Linked DNA regions of Capra hircus: region 1 is linked to region 2. A link is a contact called in public Hi-C data. All regions are on one chromosome and are shown on one strand. Each heading gives the region's core, a stretch centred on a gene start, on an enhancer-like site or on the middle of the called end of the contact. The rest is flanking DNA. Distances are from core to core; before and after follow the strand shown.

Region 1 (6,266 bases), core at 2,577-5,076, 92 kb before region 2:
TTTTCATTCATATAAAGTTTAAAACAGGCACAATTAATCAATAGTAACAAAAATCATAACAGCCTTTATTGTTATCCTCTAAAATTAATTTTCCAACAACAATTTTCCAGGGAAAACATATTTTGAACTTTCAAACTTGGTCTTGTTTCACATGCTTCTTAGTAATTGTCTTCAACTCATCTCTGAGGATGCTCTGGGATTCCATGGGAGACTGGAGTCCTGCCTGCTGTCTCCGATGCGCTTGGTGGGTACAGTATTTCCTTGTATGGACTGGCTCTCAGTACTTGCCTCACCTCTTCCTCAGTGCAGACCTATTTCCAAAGTCTCTCAAACACCCATGTACCCCACCCTGCAGTAGGAGATACTCTGACCGTGAACCAGAATAGGACAACTGCTACCCCAGGACTAGGGATATGGGACGACCTGCAGGCCTGAGTACCTGTGGGCGTAACTTGAGATTCAATTCGCTGATTTTTAGAAACATTGTCTGGTTTGAAGTGCTCTCCAAAGCAGACCTTGAGACAAGTTGTTGGGATCAAGTCACTTTCTGGGTGTGACTGCAGGAAGCTCACTACCAGAGGAGGGAGAAAATGTAGATTAATAAGCAAGTCACAGTTTAGAGCAATTTGGGCTCAACTTGCCCAGGAACCCTCTGTGAAAGCGTGTAGAACATACCTCAGACACATCACTCTGAGGGATGGGGAAGCTTGAGGCCGGTATGTATTGTTATAGACTGAATCTCTGTCTATAGAGATTCAAATAGCTGAGTTGACACAACATTTTAAAGCAATTATCCTCAAAAAAAAAAAAAAAAAAAAGCTGAGTTGAAAAGCTCTAACTCTGGTTATGGCTGTATTTGGAGATGGGGCCTTTAAGGAAATAATTAAGGTTAAATGAGGTCATAAACGTGGGGATTACTAATCCCAGTAGAATTAGTGTCCTTATAAGAAGAGATGCCAGAGCTCTTTCTCTCCCTCTCCCTCTGCCCACCCTTGCTGAAGAAAGCCTATGGAGGGACACGGTAAAAAGGCAGCCATCTGCAAATCAGAAAGCGAACCCTCATCAGGAACTGGATTGGCCAGAATCTTGATCTTGGACTTGTATCATCCAACTGCAAGAAAACTGATGCCTGTCTTTTAAGCCATACACTCTCTTGTTACTATTTTGTTATGACAGCCTGAGGAGACTAAGACCTGGGCTATCTTCCATTCTTAATGGCTGATGGTTGGTTGCCCTTGAAGGTGCTGAAATTGGCTTGAGGTAGAAAGTTTCTCGGCACACACAGAACTTTCCACATTGGCAGCAAGTGAATTTTAAGGTGAACCATGGGTCTATGCCAAGTTTGGATGTGTCTGCTATACCACTGTTTCCGATCTTTGATTTAAACAACACACTGCTGTATTGACTATATTTGTACATATGCTATGTTACACATGTTGAAGAATAAACTAGGACTATAAATTTGCTTGGGCTTCCTTCATAGCTCAGTCGGTAAAGAATCTGCCTGCAGTGCAGAAGACCTGGGTTCAATCCCTTGGTCAGGAAGATCCCCTGGAGAAGGAAGTGGCAACCCACTCCAGTATTCTTGCCTGGAGAATCCCATGGACAGCAGAGCCCAGCAAGCTGCAGTCCATGGGGTCGCAAGAGTCGGACACGACTTAGTGACTAAACCAAACCATAAATTTGCTCATTCAATGGTATGGGCATTATAAATTGCTACCAGTTCAGTTCAGTCGCTCAGTTGTGTCCGACTCTTTGCAACGCCATGGACTGCAGCACTCCAGGCCTCCCTGTCCATCACCAACTCCCAGAGTTTACTCAAACTCATGTCCATTGAGTTGGTGATGCCATCCAACCATCTCATCCTCTGTCATCCCCGTCTCCTCCTGCCTTCAATCTTCCCAGAATCAGGGTCTTTTCAAAAGAATCAGTTCTTCACATCAGGTAGCCAAAGTATTGGAGCTTCAACTTCAGTATCAGTCCTTCCAATGAATATTCAGGACTGATTTCCTTTAGGATTGACTGGTTTGATCTCCTTACAGTCCAAGGGACTCTCAAGAGTCTTCTCCAACACCACAGATCAAAAGCATCGATTCTTTGGCATCCAGTTTTCTTTATGGTCCAGCTTTCACATCCATACATGACTACCGGAAAAACCATAGCTTTGACTATATGGATCTTTGTTGGCAAAGTGATGTTTCTTCTTTTTCATATGCTATCTAGGTTAGTCATAGTTTTTCTTCCAAGGAGCAAGTGTCTTTTGATTTCATGACTGCAGTCACTGTTCTCAGTGATTTTGGAGCCCAAGATAACAAAGCCTGTCACTGTTTCCATTGTTTCCCCATCTATTTACCATGAAGTGATGGGAACAGATGCCATGATCTTAGTTCCTTGAATTTGAGTTTTTTCACTCTCTTCTTTCACTTTCATCATCAAGCTCTAGTTCCTCTTCACTCTTTACCATAAGGGTGGTGTCATCTGCATATCTGAGGTTACTGATATTTCTCCTTGCAATCTTGATTCCAGCTGGTGCTTCATCCAGCCTGGCATTTTTCATGATGTACTCTGTGTATAAGTTAAATAAACAGGTGACAATATATGCCCTTGATGTACTCCTTTCCCAATTTGGAACCTGTTCATTGTTTCATGTCCGGTTCTAGCTGTTGCTTCTTGACCTGAAACAGATTAAAGCCCAGGAAACCACAGTGAGGGTGAGATTAGGAGGTAATAGTGCATACTGTTGGGTAGCTGGGTTTGTGAGCTCATCCTAATTACTCCTGCCCTCTCCCAGAAGAGGTAGAATCATAGACACAGAAAGGTTTTCCTGTGTGCTGTTATAATGTTCCTGTATTTGTATCTTCACATTGTGTCTACAGTTATTTTACTGGGCTTTATTAAGGACACTCTATTCCCCTGGTGGCTCAGAGGTTAAAGTGTCTGCCTGGGTTCGATCCCTGGGTCGGGAAGATCCTCTAGAGAAGGAAATGGCAACCCACTCCAGTATTCTTGCCTGGAGAATCCCATGGATGGAGGAGCCTGGTGGGCTACAGTCCATGGGGTCGCAAAGAGTCGGACATGACTGAACGTCTTAACTTTCACTTTCACTTTCATTCCTCTAGAAGGGAGAAGAATCATAACATTCAAGCAGTTGAAAATGTTATTTGCTGTCACTTCTACTATTCCTGCACATAAACCAGAGATGGAGGGACTAACACTGGAGAGGAGTCATAAAGCCACCCTGGCTAGGACTCCCTTCTTTCCTCTAGATGACAGTTCTTCATTGCTGTCTGTAGACTGGAACTCATGTCCCCATATTAACTAAAGGGATTCTATTCAACTTGTGTTCAGAAATATGTGAACACAAAATAAGCAGTCGAGAACCAAGGAACACTGGGGTCTTTGGGGAGAGCTCAGACTCCAGATATCAGTAGCATTTCTCAGGCTGTTGTCTGTGTCTTCCTGGAAGGCCCTGCAGGGTTGCCAGCCAGAGGTGTATTTTTCCCTCTGTCTTCCCTTCTCTGATGCATGGCCCTTGTTCCATGCTGATCACGTTACTAGAGGGTTCTATTTTTGTAGACTAACCTTGAATGACTTGGGTTGCCTCGCTAATACAGATCAAATAATTGATTTACCTACAACATGACTTTTGCTTTATCTGCCTCATCAGTGAGTGAGACTGCCAAAAGAACACCTGCAGCATATGGTGAGAAAGCTGAAAAGCCCCCTCTGTTTTCAGGAAAGGCAGCTACATTGTAGACTGTGCACAACAGATGCCTGTGCTCCTAAAATCTGCATGTTCTGTAATTTAAAATAACTGTACTGAGCCGATTCCAGGAAAATATCATCTGATGCAGAGAAAGGAACGAGCTCTTCTTGCAGCTCAACCACAGGAGACAAGAGTATCTCCAATTCCCATGCCTTCTGGAGCTTCCCTCAGCAGCTGCAGAACAGTTGGCTTCTTTTTTGGTCTTTTCCCCACCTTCACCATCCCCTGACATCCCTGTTTTTCTAGACAAAAGTTCTGATATTTAAGTTTAAGGATTCCCTGTGAAACTATAGCTAGAGAAGAGGTGGCAGGGTGATTTATTCTGCAAAATTTCCTGCATTGTTCCCTTTTCTCAAATAAGTCCTTTAAAATTTTTCTAGTGAAGAAAAGATTTAGTCCCAAACTCTTCATTCAAGATGAAGTCAACAATTTTTGGAAAAATTGTGCAAGACATTTTTTACTTAATTCAGGATACAGTTAGATTTGTTCATCTTTTCTGAGCATAACTTATTGATTGAATTACAGTGTGTGAATCACTTTTGTGATTAAAAGATTTTGTTCTTAAAAGAAGTTAAGAAGAGTTTGGCCAGGTCATGTGGCATTGACTATACGTCCCTTTGTCGTCACCCTCTGATACTGCTATTACCAAATTGTTAAGAACAGTAATTTGATTCAACCATACTCTGAATAAAGTTGTATTATAATTTTGTAATAAATGCTGTACAACTAACTACACATAGTATCAGTAATATAATATTTAGTGTTATAGATAATACAATATGGGCTTCCCAGGTGGCGCTAGTGGTAAAGAACCCACCTGCCAATGCAGGAGACAGAAGAGACACATGCAGGTTTGATCCCTCTGTTGGGAAGATCCCCTGGAGGAGGGCATGCAACTCACTCCAGTATTCTTGCCTGGAGAATCCCGTGGACAGAGGAGCCTGGTGGTCTAAAGTCCATGGGATTGCAAAGGGTTGGACATGACTGAAGCAATTTACACACACACACACATAATACAAGACAAAGTTATGGTAGATTCAGTGCCCATAGATTATAAGCCAGTAATTGAAGAGAAATGCAGAATTAAGGGATGAAGGAGAGAAAAAACTAATAATGTGTCAATTTCTTAAACCTTCATATTTTCTGGGCTTCTTGAAACGGTGCAGGAGATGGTTAACCCACCAAGTTAGTGCTGAATAAAGCCAAGGCAGACCATTCTGCAGGCTCTCCAGCAAGGATTCAACGACTGTAACATCATCTTTGTTTCACTGATCAGGTAACTGATAGAGAGGTTAAGCTGATCATCTAAGGTTCTGCACTAAGTCAGTTACAAAACCAGCATTTGAACCAAGCAGCATCTGACACTTAGTGGAATGTGCCAGTTAGATCTTCTGTGAGTCAGCAGCTTTGCAGTACTCTGAATGTGACCCTTCTTTTTCTCATATTCTGAATGCTAATGTAACCCTTGGTTTTTCAAAAGTTTCTTCTCCAGAGAATAAAGAGTTTGAATACAGAATAAACACATAAATCCCACAAGGCAAGGTTTTTCTTGAAGGAACAGCTCTTAGGAATGGAAAGACTTCAATAAAATCAGTCTTGACCTCCCGCGTGACTTTTTGTCCTGATGAAATCAGGTTTAAAATTATGTCAGTTTTAGCCCTTCAAGGCTGAGAAAAAGAGGAAGAGATTGAGAGAGAAATAGCCCATTGGTTTCTCTTGTTTCTCCCACAGGGCAGGCAGTTTATGGACTGAAAGCCACATTCTAGGAGAGCTACTTTTTAGTGGAGACTTAAAGGAAAGTTTCCTCCCACAGGTCCACATCCTGCTGTGTCTTACCCTAGGCACATGTGTGTACTGAAAAAGTACATGTGTACATATTTTTGTAAGCCAGTTCCTTGCACTATGTCCTGCAGATGAATTAAAGTTGATTAAATAATAACAGAAGTCCAGGTACTCCCACCTGACCCATGACCCTGTGTGTGATACCCGCAGGTACTCAAGGTGCAACAGGCTGCTGCAGCCTGAGACACACAACACCTCAGCTTCATAGGATCACAGATGACTGAGTTGCAGCCTCCCCTCAAACCCTGAGAATCTCTTCTTTCAAATCGAGAACTTGAAAAGAGACAGCTTCTAGCTTGGTTACCTCTTGGGTCAATCATCTCCCTCAGATACAGTGAGCAATAAACCAGTTAAGAGAAGCAACATAAACTTTCCAGTTAGAGCAAGGTTCAAATCCTGCCCCTGTCACTTAGTAGTAAGGAACTTTGGGCAAATTACTTAATTGTTCCTTTGTCCTGGTTTGGGTTCATTGGAAGCAGATTCCGAGGCCAAAATTCAAGTGCAAGTCGTTTATTTGGCTGATGGTCCAGGAAATACTAACAGGGGAGGGGAGAAAATTATATCAGAAAGGGAAAGCAGACAAAATTGGAGAAGGTGTTGTTGGAGAGGAAGATATTTTCCTCTACCTTCTATGTTCTTCTGGCTGGGTTAAGAATTA
Region 2 (6,899 bases), core at 3,739-6,238:
TTGATGCTTGATTTGGGAAAATCCCACATGCTGAGGGTCAACTAAGACCCTGCACCACAACTACTGAGCCTGTGCAACTAGAGCCCATGCTCTCTAACAAGAGAAGCCACTGCAATGAGAAGCTTGCATACCTTAAAGAAGAGTAGGTCTCCATGCTACCCACCCCCCTGCAGTTAGAGAAAACCCCAAGCACAAAATTGAAAACCCAGCACAGCTAAAAATTTATTTTAAAAACCCTGAACTCAACAAAGGTAATTTCAATAAAATAAAAATGAAACTAGCAGCAGCTTACCTCTATTACCGAGTTCAAGCTCACTCTACTTGCCACACGATAGGGCAATGAATCCAAGAGATGAGGTGTTGAGGTAAAGAAAGTGAAGTCGCTCAGTTGTGTCCACAGTCTTTGTGACCCTGTGGACTGTAGCCTACCAGGCTCCTCCATCCATGGGATTCTCCAGGCAAGAATACTGGAGTTGGTTGCCATTCCCTTCTCCAGGGGATCTTCCTGACCCAGGGATCAAACCCAGGTCTCCTGCATTGCAGGTAGATGCTTTACTATCTGAGCTACCAGCTGGTTGAGGTAAGGAAGAGCCTTTAACTGGGGAGCCCGCAGATCAAGAAGGTGGCAAGCTAGTGCCTCAAAATAACCAAATTTATTTGGGTCTGGATGCCAGGTTCTCTTACAGACTGGAAAGAAAGAAGCATTGAGGAACTAAAGTCAAAAGGCAGAATAATAGAGAGGGAAATGCAGTGGGGAAATAAAGTGGAAAGATCTTCACTCTTGCAAAACATCTCCCTTCAGAAGGGGTGTGTTAATCTCTTCTATTTACAAGTGGGCAGGGATAAACTATCTCTCCAGGAGCTGAACAAAGGCACTTTAGTTTACAGTCAAGCAGAGAGGCAGGGTCCTCCAAGCAAGCCATTGAGTATGATTATAATAATAAAAGGAAGTCAAAAAAATAGTTTCCAAAGAAAGACAATGCAAAAGAATGCTCAAATTACCACACAATTGCACTTATCTCACATGCTAGTGAAGTAATGCTCAAAATTCTCCAAGCCAGGCTTCAGCAATATGTGAACCGTGAACTCCCTGATGTTCAAGCTGGTTTTCGAAAAGGCAGAGGAACCAGAGATCAAATTGCCAACATCCACTGCATCATGGAAAAAGAAAGAGAGTTTCAGAAAAACATCTATTTCTGCTTTATTGACTATGCCAAAGCCTTTGACTGTGTGGATCACAATAAACTGTAGAAAATTCTGAAAGAGATGGGAATACCAGACCACCTGACCTGCCTCTTGAGAAATCTGTATGCAGGTCAGGAAGCAAGTTAGAACTGGACATGGAACAACAGACTGGTTCCAAATAGGAAAAGGAGTACGTCAAGGCTGTATATTTTCACCCTGCTTATTTAACTTATATGCAGAGTACATCATGAGAAATGCTGGACTGGAAAAAACACAAGCTGGAATCAAGATTGCCAGGAGAAATATCAGTCACCTCAGATATGCAGATGACACCACCCTTATGGCAGAAAGTGAAGAGGAGCTAAAAAGCCTCTTGATGAAAGTAAAAGAGGAGAGTGAAAATGTTGGCTTAAAGCTCAACATTCAGAAAATGAAGATCATGGCATCTGGTCCCATCACTTCATGGGAAATAGATGGGGAAACAGTGGAAACAGTGTCAGACTTTATTTTTTTGGGCTCCAAAATCACTGCAGATGGTGACTGCAGCCATGAAATTAAAAGACGCTTACTCCTTGGAAGAAAAGTTATGACCAACCTAGATAGATATTCAAAAGCAGACACATTACTTTGCCGACTAAGGTCCGCCTAGTCAAGGCTATGGTTTTTCCTGTCGTCATGTATGGATGTGAGAGTTGGACTGTGAAGAAGGCTGAGTGCCGAAGAACTGGTGCGTTTGAACTGTGGTGTTGGAGAGGACTCTTGAGAGTCCCTTGGACTGCAAGGAGATCCAACCAGTCCATTCTGAAGGAGGTCAACCCTGGGATTTCTTTGGAAGGAATGATGCTAAAGCTGAAACTCCAGTACTTTGGCCACCTCATGCGAAGAGTTGACTCACTGGAAAAGACTCTGATGCTGAGAGGGACTGGGGGCAGGAGGAGAAGGGGACGACCGAGGATGAGATGGCTGGATAGCATCACGGACTCGATGGACGTGAGTCTGAGTGAACTCCGGGAGTTGGTGATGGACAGGGAGGCCTGGCGTGCTGCGATTGATGGGGTTGCGAAGAGTCGGACACAACTGAGCGACTGAACTGAACTGAACATGGAGTCAGAACTGGGTTCCTTCCTGCAACACCTCTACAAAATATAAGAAAGAAAGGAAATTGGCTTAATCGTTCTGTCCAGAAAGAAAGCCTCATAATACATCAATTTGAAGACATCTCCCTGGTGGCCCAGTGGCTAAGACTGTGTACTCCCAAAGCAGGGGGCCTGGGTTCAATCCCCCCTCAGGCAACCAGATTCCACCCCCATGATGCAACTGAAGATCCCTAGTACCACAGCTAAGACCTGGAGGAAACAAATAAATAAATATATTTAAGTTCATCAATTGCAGTAAAAAATTTTCCAAAAATTTATATTCAATCACAGATAGTGAGGGGTAGGATTTAAGTTCAACTGTGGGACCTAAGTCTAGGAGATTTTCCACCAATGCTACTACCATCATTAATACATGAAAGACAAAGAGAGATCATGCAGCTGATTTTGGACAAATGAGTAAATATGTTTTATTATGTAATCAAATAAGATAACATTAAATATTTTAAATGAGATAAGATCCAAGTTAATCTCATTAAACATTTCTTGCAAAAGTTATAACATTCCACAGAAGTAGGAGGAAGGAATGTATTGTTTATATTTTACTCTAATATAGCAATCATAACAAGGCATATATAATTTAAAATATATTGAATTATTATAAGAATTTTTAAGCAAGGCTGTGTAAAGTGGCAACTCCAGGAGTCCCTTCTTTCCCTTTGCAGGTCCACGTTTCTCTGTTCTCAGTTTTTCAATTATCCAATGCTGCTGGCTTGTTTTAAATTTAGAAATTCCTCAATTTCTGGCCCACTGATGGTGATTTTAAAATATGTATAATTCTTCTGTGATTTCAATAGGATTTAGGGAAAGAGCATGGTTTCGATCTATCAATTTGAACTATAAACATTAGGCTTGATTAAATGGTGATTACAGTAAAAAAAAAAGATCTAGTATAAACATTTAAAAGAAGCAAACATATGAAAGAAATTATCACTAAATTATGACGAACAGCAGAAGAATGAAATGAACTCTAAGGTATTAGGAAATGTTAACAGCTGACTTTAGCAGATAATAGTACATAATTAAGAGGAAATCTTAATTCCTTATGAAAATTGTGATTAAAACTAGTGACAGCAAGAAACCATTGCATCCTGTATCTTGCACTAAGCAGGCACTTAGTAATTATTTATTAACTGAATAGACAACAGTCAAAAATGCTCTGGGAGCTAATCCAAGATCAAATATAAAATTCAGTCACCCGATATATAAAATTTTATTTTATTAACAAATATATCTATTTATAAAGTTCTACTTGTAAAGCTAGGAGCTGTCTAAAAGCTAGAGCGCCTCTAACCCAAATGCCTTTTCGATAGGACCATTCTAACCAATTTGCAGCTGGAGCTAGCTCTTGAGTCCTTTTTCCGTATCTTAAGATATTTTCGATATCTTACTCGATTTTTTAAATATAATTGCAAATATATTATCATATTGCTATAGAACTATGAAATTTTCGAGTTGGAATCTCACTCGTTTTAAATGAAATCTGATAACAATTTTCTATTACGGGTAAACTAGCAGTTAACCTTAAAGGCTGGAAAGCAACAGTTTAAGTTGGCTGATTAATTCTTCTGGAACCATCGAAGTGAAAGTGAAGTCGCTCAATCGTGTCTGACTCCTCGCGATTCCATGGACTGTAGCCTATCAGGCTCCTCTGTCCATGGGATTTTACAGGCAATAGTGCTGGAGCGGATTGCCATTTCCTTCTCCAGGGGATCTTCCCGACCCAGAGATCGAACCCGTGTTTCCCACATTGTGGACAGACGCTTAACCGTCTGAGCCACCAGGGAAGTCCCTCAAAGGAGCTATCAAAGGAGAGAGTAAATCTTTCCAGCTTCAAGCTTTATTTTACATATGAATAACCTGGGTCTTGTTACAGGCAATTCATGCCGATTGACGTTGTTGTTGCTGAGTCGCTAAATTGTGTCTCACTCTTTTGCAGATACCATGGGCTGTAAAAATGCGAGGCTCCTCCGTCTATGAGATTTCCCAGACAATTCTGGAGTTGTCATTTGCTTCTTCAGGGGATCTTCCCAACTCAGGGATCGAACCCCTTTTCTTGCCGTCTTCTGTATCGGCAGGCAGAATTCTTTATCACTGCACCTGGGAAGCCCTTAAAAGCAATTGGAATAGGCAGGTCTGACAGGGTCTCCAGAGGGCAACTGTGATAATAACCACCAAGTGATACTGCAAGTATGAATCCCGTCCTTTACATAAGGAAGGGAAAAACTCAACAATCTTAGGTTTGTCAATTCTCCTTAACCCTAAAGATTTGGTCCAAGTGTGCTTTTCATTTTGTAACGAAATAGTTTCCACAGAACGTTAATCTTGTTAATCTCCCCCGCTTTTCAATGGGACAAAAGACGCAATTCAGGATCTCAGCTCCACCTTCCATTCTAGTTTGTCCTAGGACGGCTTAGGGGACCAAGGTAGGCGTCTAAGAACCCAGGTCAGGCCTCTGCCGCCGGACCCAGTCAGCCTAAAAAGCCCACGCCGGAGACCCCTGGAATGCCCAGTAGCCCTCAGTCACTGATGCCTGCCCTTACCAGGATCGCGCGGGCCCGCCCCCAATGCTCGGCCATCCACTGGCATGGAGGGCGCCGGGCGTGACGTCAGGCTCCGCCTCGCCGCTTCTCAGGCCCCGCCCCTCGAGGTGGCCTGGCGGTTTGGTCTGGAGCAGCTGAAACCGGTTTGAGCGGAGCCGCTTCCTGTAGCTTGGTGCTGCTGCGGGCTACCTGAGGGAGTGCTGGCGAGGTGCTGACGGCCGGTACCCGGCACCTGGGCCTGCGACACTGACTGTCGGGCGCGGCGTCGGTGGTGGCGCTGACCCGTGGACCCAGCAGGTGAGCTGGGAGGCCGGGCGGGCTGGGCGCTCGGTGCGGGGGCCTTGGCGGTTGCTCACGTTGCGGCCGAGCTGTCAGGGCTGCGCGGCGGGGCGGGGGGCGAGTTGTGGGCAGGATCCCTCACCCTGGACTGGCAGCTGGTCGGGGAACGGCGGCCTGGAGGTTTGCTCCTGTAAATCGGTGGGTTACACATGTTTACAGTATTTATCGTTTGCTGCGGCGATTACGCTGTGCTGCCTAGTGCTTAGTTCCCGTACGAAAATTCTGTAGCGTTTTCGGTGATACCAGAATGCATAGAGCGTGAGACCACCTAAGTGTTGGAAGAACCATTTAGGGAGCGAAGAAACGTAAATGCCGCAGAACTCGCTCACCGCCGCTCTCTGACTTCACCCATAAGTAATTCGTAGTGTTTTGACAACTGCTGTTTTTCTGAAATTGCTTATCCAAGTAGTCTAGGGCGTGCTTGTATAATTCAGTTATTACAAGAAACCGAAGTGCCTTACTTTTTTAGGAAAAGGTTCCAGTAATAGACATCAGTGCCCTTGATACAATTTTAAGACAGCTGCCCCTTTTTCTAAAGCTCTACTTTTTCCAAGCTCTTCAGATTACCTTGTGGTAGAAAAACCTAGTTCATCGACCCCCCTCTTTCCCACTTCCCGGGTTATAAAGGAAATCAGGCATGAATCATGAATTCAGTAACGAAGTGTAGCGATCTTTCACCATTGAGACAGCGGTCTAGTCTGATGTAACACATAGAGGAACTGGCTGGATGTTTGGGCTTGATGTTTTCTTCACGCTTTTCTGTTACCCTTCCTATTTCTGCCCAATTTCTATCCACTACTCCCCTCCCGCCCCTTCTCCGCCCCTCCTTGCGCCCCCCCCCCACCCCCGCCCAACGTCTTGCTACATTTCTGACAGTTGTGACTTAGCTGAGAAATAAATACAAGCTATCAGTCATTTTCACAACGCCTAACATTCTGGGTACAAGTAAGTAACATAAGGTAAAACAAACAGGTAAAACTGCACATGGTTCGGTCCGATCTTGGCATCACTAGCGAGAACTGATATTCTAGACAAGATGAGATTAGGAAAGTTCGACTCAAATAATGACCACAAAGGATATTTCAGTGGCAGAGTGACTAAAATTTGATATGTACAAAGTAAGTTGATGAATCAAATCTTTGTGTATAACTTAACCAGGAAAAGTAAATGTATATGAAAATAATATCTAGATGAAATAAAAAAAATTTGGAATGGCTTTCTGGCATTGTGTAGAAAGATGATTAACGAGTTTACTGGCTTAATGAAATCTTCAGAACTGCTTTCTTAATAAAAACCCAGCATGTCTGTGCTCAGTCTGTCTGACTCTTTGCCACCCTGTGGACTGTAGCCCACCAGGCTCCTCCGTCCATGGGATTCTCCAGGCAAGAATACTGGAGTGGCTTGCCATTTCCTTCTCCAGGGGATCTTCCCAACACAGGGATCGAACCCAGGTCTCTTGCATTGCAGGCAGACGCTTTAACCTCTGAGCCACCAGGGAAGCCTTCATGTCTATGTACACTTGATTAAAGTATTGACTCAGTATACTGGGGTTGGACTAGAGGGATCATAATGACCCTCCACCAGGATGAGCAGAAGTTAGCTCAGGAAAGTATAGGCATTTATATATTGCTTTCTAATATGCATTTAGGAGGCAAAGCTGTTGGAGCCTAGAGAATTG

The links. A called contact is a pair of places that touch in the nucleus more often than the background predicts.
Region 1: a Hi-C map of blood shows a contact between it and region 2, with 3 times the contacts expected there. The contact joins the enhancer-like site here to the promoter of GPCPD1 in region 2. A contact is called at or near these places in 2 of 5 Hi-C or Micro-C datasets (both in blood).

Annotation. Positions count from the first base shown.
Region 1 is chr13:47,372,266-47,378,531 of ARS1.2, reverse strand. No RefSeq gene overlaps it. Among named protein-coding and RNA genes, the nearest start is that of C13H20orf196, 43 kb to the left of the region's middle. Within about 2 kb of position 3,826, at least 1 of the 5 cell types and tissues checked has an H3K27ac peak or open chromatin away from gene starts, as enhancers often do.
Region 2 is chr13:47,280,481-47,287,379 of ARS1.2, reverse strand. It overlaps GPCPD1 (glycerophosphocholine phosphodiesterase GPCPD1), which reads left to right and starts at 4,988. Exons shown (of 19, transcript XM_018057368.1): 1 at 4,988-5,179.